3 separate regions of the Sus scrofa genome follow, and all the other regions are linked to region 3. Evidence: chromatin contacts called from public HiChIP or PLAC-seq and promoter capture Hi-C data. All regions are on one chromosome and are shown on one strand. Each heading gives the region's core, a stretch centred on a gene start, on an enhancer-like site or on the middle of the called end of the contact. The rest is flanking DNA. Distances are from core to core; before and after follow the strand shown. Region 1 holds the start of STRN3 (striatin-3). Region 2 holds the start of SCFD1 (sec1 family domain-containing protein 1). Region 3 holds the start of AKAP6 (A-kinase anchor protein 6).

Region 1 (2,700 bases), core at 108-2,607, 1.0 Mb before region 3:
AAGGGGGAGCCCGGTGAAGGGTACTCCAAAAAGAAAAATTCAGCACAGAGAAGTGTTGATGAGTCAGTCACTAAGGAAGAAGTCAAAGGGAATCTAAGTGAGTAAGGCAGCATCCCAGGTAAGTAGACACTTAAAGTTGGCGGCAGGAAATGAAAACTTCACAGGTCAGCCGCAAGCCATTGTGCTCGGTGGCAGCTCTGGAAAGAAGCCTGGCTGTCAACTAGTAAGAGCTACCAACTCCGGGGGAGGGGGTCAGGCAAGTCAACTCGAAAAGAGGGGTGGTTCGGGAAAAGGTGGTAAAATGCCCATGCCAGTCCTTCTCCTCGGGTTCTCCATTTCACGAGGTACAAACGAGAGCAAGTTCAGTGCCCAGCAGCCCCACGCCAGGAACTTTCCCACAGAGAGGAACTCAGCCCCAAGACCCGGAGGCCCGGGCAGGCGGCCTCCGAAGGAGCCCCCGCGGACGCCATACTAACAGCCAAAATGGCTGCCCCAAGGAAGCCCGCACCGCGCAGCTAGAGAGGGCTGGGTAACAAGCTTGTGCGGTAAAAGGGGAGGGGGACTCTAGGAAGACCCGTCGCCAGGACCATCACCCATCCAGCCGCGCAGGTAGGTTCCTCTCGGCCTCCCTAGGCCTCGAGCTCCGAATGAGGGGAGTTCCGGCCCCACCCCCGGGCAGACAACCCCGCCGCCGCTGCTGTCCCGCACACCAACCCCAAGGAGGTACCTGCAGTTCGGCCCGCTCCACCTCCCAGTGCGCCCGTTCCATCTCGAACCGAGCCCACTCGTGCTGGATGTAGTGCAGGATCCCCGGGATAGTGTACTGCTGCGGCCGGGACAGCTCGGGGCCTGTCGCGGGACCGGCTCCCTCGGCGGCCGGAGGACCTCCGCTGCCCGCTGCTCCATTCCCCCCTGACGAAAGGCTCATGTTCCCCCCAGGTCCCTGCTGCTGCCGTGGAGGGGCCGCCATCCCCGGGCCGCCACCACCGCCTCCGGCGAGCTCGTCCATTGTGTGTGGGGCCCCGGCTGGGGCGCAGGGCGAGACGCCGACGGCTGGGGGAAGGGGCCGGGGAAGGTGGCCCCGCGCTGGTGGCGGGGCGGAGGCCGGCTGGAAGAGGGGCGGGGAGGGGGTTGTTGCTGTATGCCTGCCGTGGGTCAGAGCAGGGAGCTGCCGGCCGCCGCCATTACAGTCCCTCCTCCATCTGCCCGTCTCACTCACTCACTTTAGGGGAAGGGGGGGCCGCGGTGGGAGGGCGAGAGGGGGCAGGGTTGGGAAGGGGATAGACGTAGGGCCGCCGCTCCCGCGCAGCATGCCGGGTAGAGAACGCCACTGCTGCCGCTCGCCTGGTAGCCAAATAGAGTCCGGCCTCACCCTACGCAGGCGTACTGAGGAAGCAGGGTTGCCGTTAGAGGCGGGGAAGGAGCGCCAGCCCCGCCCTAGGCCCGCCCTCAGACCCGCTTCGGGTGTCTGGCTGCCCCCGCGGAGCCCGTGGGCTGTAGACTCCGACCTTTGGGGTCGAGTAGGTGTCGTCCTTTCTAGCAAGGGGTTTCCCTCGCTCAGTCAGCCCCCGCCGTTCCCACCCAAGGGTCTCGGCTGCGATTCTGCCTTCGAAGCTGAGTTTTAACCTGGCTGGTCGCTCTGGCCGGCCGCCGCCGGTCCTGAATTCCTGGCGTTTCTTTTGCATTCCTTGCGTGTTTCAGGCAGTCCCAGAGGATCGGGCCTCTTTCTCTGCCTGTCACTCGCTCTTTTTCTGGTTTCCTAACACCAGTCAGTTCCCTGGGCTTTGGGGACGTTCTCTTTTTGGCAAATAGCCCAGATCCTCCCGGACGTAGCGGCCGATTCCCTGTCTCTGGGCTTTGGACCGAATTCTGTGCTCCCTGTCGCACGTCGCAACTTGTTCCACTTTGCCTCCCTTCTTTATTATTCTGGGATGGAGTGTGTTTGGTGGGGGGGGGGGGGTTGGAAGGGAACAGGACCGATTGTTTTCATTTTTCTTTTGGGATAAGGGAACGTGAAAAACTTTAGATCTCGAAGCTAGGTGGAGGAAGAAAGAAAACTTTGAAGGAGAGTGGTTAAATTTGATGTTTTAGAAGTGAATAACTCAAAAATAATGTCATTCATAGCTGAATCTTTTGATGGAAATAGAAAATAAACACCCTGAAGACATCTTTTTTCCTTTTTTAAATTCCCCCCCCCACTTTTTTTTTGGCCCTGCCCATGGCATGTGGAAGTTCCCAGGCCAGGGGTGTACCCGCGCTGCAGTAACAGCCCTAGCTGCTGCAGTGATGATGCTGGATTCTTAACCTGCTGCTCCACAGGGGACCCTGAAGACATTGTAAAATCCTAAGTGAATGCCTAAGAATGTTTTCCTGGGTTGTTTTGAATGAATATAATGTATACAAAAAAGACAAGGTTAATCTTAAGTACCATAGTGTGTTTTCTTTTTAATGTGCTTAGTTGCCAAGGAACATCCTTAATGAACTGTTACGTTTCTAAAAGTTAATATAGCCAACAACCATTTGGTTAAAAAAGCCAAAAATAATATTTACCATTATGATAAGGAAAAAAGATTCATTAATTACAGCTAAGCAGGAAAATCACATATAGAATTGATTGCACTTAAATTTTTTTCTTCTCTACTACCAATAAAATTTTAACTGTGGAATATACAAGACCACTCAGGGTGTAGTTTCAAAGAG
Region 2 (2,700 bases), core at 121-2,620, 1.4 Mb before region 3:
CTTTAATATTTTAAATTCCACATGTATGAAACAGTAAAAAGCTTTCAGCTATAAGATGAATAAGGTGTGAGCATCTAATATATAACATGGTGACTATAGTTGATAACTGTTTTGTTTGCTTTTTAGGGCCGCACCTGCAGCATATGGAAGTTCCCAGGCTAGAGGTCAAATCAGAGCTGCAGCTCTTTGGCCACACAACACCGGATCCCAGCCATGTCTGTGACCTACACCACAGTTCACAGCAATGCCAGAACCTTAACTTACTGTGCAAGGCTAGGGATTGAACTCATTTAATCATGGCTATTAGTTGGCTTCATAACCAGCTGAGCCACAATGGGAACTCCTAGATATAACTATATTGTATACATGAAATTTGCTAAGAGGAGAAATCAGTATTTTTCACACACAAAGAAAAATATGTGAGTTGATAGATGTGATAGTTAACTAGATGGAGGGACATTATTTCATAATGTATGTGTATATATATCAAATTGTCACTGTACATTTCAAGGATCTTTCCACTTTTGTCAATTACACTCTCAATAAAGCTGAAAAAAATATGGAAGGAAAAAAAAATAGATTCAGTTCTAGGGTGTTCCCTGATGACATTAAGGTTATCAGTCTTAAGTTTCATAAAAACTTATTTGTGGAGTAGTGTTTTATTATAGATTTTGCTGTTTATGTAATTGTTAAACATAGTCTCAAAAATTTGAAAATTTAAGTTTTCAAACCAGTTTTTAAGGTACAGGGTCTGTAATTTCAGAATTTGGTGCAGCTTCAGAACAAACAATAGCTAATGCACAGAGTTGTGTGTCCATTTTTGACATCCAATAAAAAATCTATGGATTAGAAGTCATCAATATCGGATATATTTTGTTATCACATGGCTTTAAGCGTACATTAAGAAGACACCTGCACGTGAGGTTGAGAAATCTGCCAAATGAGAGCAATACACCAAAGCTGACCGTTTCCCTGGAAAGGGGAGCAAAAGGGAAACAAGCTGCGCTGGTAAAAAGAAAAGGGAGCTGGCATTTAAGTGCCGATTTTGTTCCAGGAGCTTCATTTACTTTAGTCCTGTGACCCTTAAGCCCCAGGAGTATTATCACACTTAAGAGATATGCAAACGACCAAACTAACAGTCAATATGTTCTTGGCACTACAACACGTTTCTACCCTAAGAGCTCAATTTAAGGCAGCTACTCTTTAAGAACCTGCGGCTTGATAGGATAAAAATTCCCACTGTTCCGCCTCCGAAAAGTAAACTGCCTAGGTGTCCAAAAATGATTCCCTCATTCTTTGTTCGGCAAGTTTTGTTGCTGAGGGTACGGAAGGGTCACCGTAGGGGAGGCGGGGCTCGGCCTTCTATGATCCCGCCCCTCCGGGCTTTGCTTCCGGGGCGGTCGGGGCGGCCACGTCATCCACAGGCTCCGCTTGCCAGCCGGGCAGTGAATGGTGGGAGTCAAGATGGCGGCGGCCGCGGCAGCAAGTATTCGCGAGAGACAAACAGGTACCGACTTATTCTCTTCTCTTCCCTGAGGTTTCATGCTTGCAGTGAGGACAAGCTTCCTATGCTTGTCGCCCTCACTCGGTCGCGGTGCGTGCAGCTCAGAGGTGGACCTTCAAAAGTTTAATCCTGTTCTCCGAGCATCGAGAGCCCCTCCCCTCTTGAGTTTTTAGGGAAGAGATTCCATTAGCTTGAAAACTCGGCCCTCGGAAGTGGTGCCAGAGAAGTGGCTTCTCGGGTGAGCAGGTTGCTACGGTCCTGTCCTGCACTTGTCGCTTTCCTACTGGACCTCAGAAGGCCTTTACGACAAGATTTAGCAGCTGGCATTTCCCCTCCCTGTGTTGCTGCCTATGAGGTCTTTCGGATTTGTTTCTGTGCATGGTTCAGTTTTCTCCCATTTCAATATTTAGAGTTGCATCTTCCGGCACTTCCACCACAATAACAAAATTTAAGTGTTCTTTTCAGAGCAGATTACATTCTGCCATTTCTCTCCTTTGGACCAATCTTTGGGGGTACCAGATGAGAAATGCTCAGTGTTAAAAGATTTCTGTCTTCAGCATGCTGGAATGAGGTATAAGAATGGCAAAATAAATGAATTAACCTTTCCCATTTTAATTATTTGGCAAATTAGTGTTCTTAAACTATGCGTTATTAGTTTCATGTTTAATAGAACGTAATTATATAGCTCCTGTGTATATTGTGAAATACGGTTTTAAAAAATACACATTCCTTCTCTTTGAGCTTTGGTATTTTTTCCATCTTAGATAATTTTAGTTTTGCCATATTTTTTGGAAACTTGTGATGACAACTTGGTTTATACCTGTTAGCTACAAACTAATGGATTATACCTGTTAGCTAATTGTCTCGAAAATTGGCAAACTGTTAATTCTGAGGAGCTAGTAGAAATAAGCCATCAAGAATATGCATATTTGGAAATTCTGTCTCTTGTAATTATGTTCTTTTGCATATAAATCTGTGTAGGAAAACAACTGATTACAATTAATATGGTCTATAGAAAGGATTTTGGCTATGCTTGATTCCTTCCTTTGGAATTCAAAGAAAAAATTAATGGTAGACCTTAATGTAGTAATGATACACAGTGCATAATGAGTTATGTTCTGCTTTCCACCAATGGATAATTTAGTGTAAACTATCAGATGAAGTCAGGCATAACTTAAATACATGAAAGTCCAAAT
Region 3 (2,700 bases), core at 73-2,572:
TGTTTCTATAAGTTACTTGGGTAATCGTAGTGTCTGTAGTCGAATGCTTGTTTTCATTGGTTAAAAAAATCTGCTTTTGGTTTGGGTAATGAACTTTCAAATTTCCTGTGACGGAATCCACCCGATTTAGGTAAAGAGGCATTTTGAGTGCCCCTTAGAAGCCAAATAAGAACAGGCCCACAAGATCTGTCTCAGACTACGGAAAGCAGATACGAATGAGCTTGCTGCGTCAGTTTTTAACTGAATCTGGAGCTCTAGGATCCACATGCACTGGCCAGCGTTGATCTGATCCGATAACAGTCGCTGCTTTGGTCCAGCTCACAATCTGAGCGAGAATTTACGCACTCTAGTCCAACACGACCAAGGAATGTAACAAAGTAGGTCCCAGAAATGTGCGCTAATGTTCTTTACTTCCTTTAGCAGGATTCAGTAACTTAGCGATAATTCAGTAATTTAATAATTTAGAAATGATTTGTTGAGGACTCATCCAGTAATTCATGTCAGGCAGTCTTGAACAAGAGGCGAACCCACTTGGGTCTCTTGCTTTTGTATGGTTGGAGGAGATAAGACCATGAATAAGTCGATTTCAGAACTTTTAAGTTCTATGAAAGGGATGCAAGTTGATATTTCCCTCATTTCCGAGATGTGAAAAGAAGGCATATTTGGACATAAATTTCCATGTGCAACTCAGCTTCATTCTCATTTAATAAATTGCCTCATATGAATATTTTTATAGTGAAAATAAATCACAATTTCAGTATTGAGTGCCAGACGTTTTGCTTTTGACTCACGGTGTTTCCTTTGGACATTAATTTCCAGATGTAACTCAGCTTCATTCTCATTTCATAGATTGCATTATACGAACACTTTTATACTGAAAATAAATCACAATTTCAGGACTGAGTGCCAGACGTGCTTTTGGAGCTTTCAAAAGGCTAAGGCTGTTTAGACCGCGCAAAATATGGAACGCTTCACGAATTTGCGTGTCATCCTTGCGCAGGGGCCATGCTAATCTTCTCTGTATCGTTCCAATTTTAGTATATGTGCTGCCGAAGCGAGCACGATTCAGCCTCTGTCCACAGGCTATATAAGGCACGGCGATATCTCTGCTATCACACTTACGGTGACCAAGCTGCGCCTCTTCCCGGCGACCGCGGGACATTTAGAGATATTTGACGTCGCGGACCCACTCACGAAGCTCGCACGTTTGGTGCCACGATCGCTAGACCGCGGCGATCTGTCGGCTTCACATGTCTGTGGGCCATGCAAATGAGCGCCCGAGGCACCTTGGGTAAAGGGCCGCGTCCGGGGCTCTAGGTGCGGGCGGTGGGTCCTCCTGCTGAGGCGCTCGGTCCGCGGAGCATGCTGGGTGCGGCGAGCGCGGCTGACGGCTCTGGGCTCTGCGCCCTCGAGGATCGGGCGAGCGAGCGGAGCGCGAGCTGTCTGTCGGCGAGGCGGCAGCGGTATAAAGCGGGCCGCCTCACTCACTTCGTTTCTCACTTAAACTTCCTTTGATGAGAATTTGGGGGAAAAAAAAGTAATCACCCAGCCATTACACATCTAGAAAAGTTAAGGTAATTCTTGAATATTCCATAATATGCACTCTGTGGGTTCTGTAAGGCTCTGTAAGGTTTGCGGAGGGAGGAACTGCATACAGCCAAGTAAGTAAAGCAAGAGAGGCTTCTGAAACGTATGGGCTGAGCTCAGGATGGCCTCAGCAGCGACCGTGAGGCTTTCGGCTTATAAAGGCCTGGTGGCAGGAAGAAGGGGCGGGGATGTGGCAAAGGACTTTATTTCAGACTTGACTTAGTTGAAGTCAAATGAGTGAATGCAACCATTCTGTCAAGGACAGGGATTGACGTTAGCAGGAAATAAGTCATCCCTGGTCAGCCGCTTTTCTTTCGTTCTTGTCCAGTGTTGCTCAATCGCAAGAGTCACATCTGCCAACACCCTAGGAACCTATCACGTTCAAATTTCCTTGATTGTTTGAAAGATGCCTTTTATTGTTGGTTTGTTATAGAGATCTAGACTGGTTTGTGTCTTCACTGCTATGAGGCTCTTAGAAAGCCACTTAATGGAGGTCTCTAAACCCCACCTCCCTCACAGTCAAGGTTCTGTCTTTCCACATTGTATTTGGTTGCTGAGCCTCTTAAGTCTCAATTCCCTTAACGCCTCCCTCCCCACCCTCTTTCTCTTTATGCTATTGATTTATTGGGGAAACCAGATATTTGCACCGGGGAACGTCACGATTCTTGCTTTTGGCTCATTTATGACTGATGATCTCGTTTCTCTATCCACCATGTTTCTTGAAAATTTATAGTTAAATGTAAAGTATAATTAGACCCTTCTCAATTTTTTTTATTTTTGGTTAAGGCGTATACTTTCTATGGCATCTCAATGCAGGTAATATCTGGCTGAACCAGTGGGTTCAGGCGAGGTCAGCAGCCTGACCCCTCCATTATAAAGTTTCCCTGTACATCTTTCACTTAGTGATTTTAGAATATACTGATGGATCTTTTGGCCAGGTAGAGGGTCTGGGTCTCTGTTTGTTGGTTTGTTTTTAACCCTTGGATCATGGAGCTTTAAGGATGTAAACCCAAGGCCCTTGGTGTCCAAGTTCTGTACCCCAAGGAAGAAAATTGAGAGAGAAACACCAGAAAAAGAAATGAAGGAAGACTGTCTGATTTCCTTTGAGTTTCT

Evidence for each region. Promoter capture Hi-C pulls out the DNA fragments that hold promoters and counts their contacts. HiChIP or PLAC-seq counts read pairs in DNA pulled down with a chosen protein or histone mark.
Region 1: a contact with region 3 is called in an H3K27ac HiChIP or PLAC-seq map of alveolar macrophages. The contact joins the promoter of STRN3 here to the promoter of AKAP6 in region 3. A contact is called at or near these places in 1 of 5 promoter capture datasets (liver), 1 of 47 Hi-C or Micro-C datasets (heart right ventricle) and 2 of 2 datasets of contacts at active chromatin or transcription factors (alveolar macrophages and skeletal muscle).
Region 2: a promoter capture Hi-C map of liver shows a contact between it and region 3, with 9 times the contacts expected there. The contact joins the promoter of SCFD1 here to the promoter of AKAP6 in region 3. A contact is called at or near these places in 1 of 5 promoter capture datasets (liver) and 1 of 2 datasets of contacts at active chromatin or transcription factors (alveolar macrophages).

Annotation. Positions count from the first base shown.
Region 1 is chr7:68,469,418-68,472,117 of Sscrofa11.1, reverse strand. It overlaps STRN3 (striatin-3), which reads right to left and starts at 1,357. Exons shown (of 17, transcript XM_021099888.1): 1 at 728-1,357. The coding sequence starts at 1,009. It also overlaps a transcript of AP4S1 not described here.
Region 2 is chr7:68,849,725-68,852,424 of Sscrofa11.1, reverse strand. It overlaps SCFD1 (sec1 family domain-containing protein 1), which reads left to right and starts at 1,370. Exons shown (of 26, transcript XM_021099902.1): 1 at 1,370-1,507. The coding sequence starts at 1,450.
Region 3 is chr7:67,460,769-67,463,468 of Sscrofa11.1, reverse strand. AKAP6 (A-kinase anchor protein 6) reads left to right here and starts at 1,322. Exons shown (of 16, transcript XM_021099874.1): 1 at 1,322-1,574.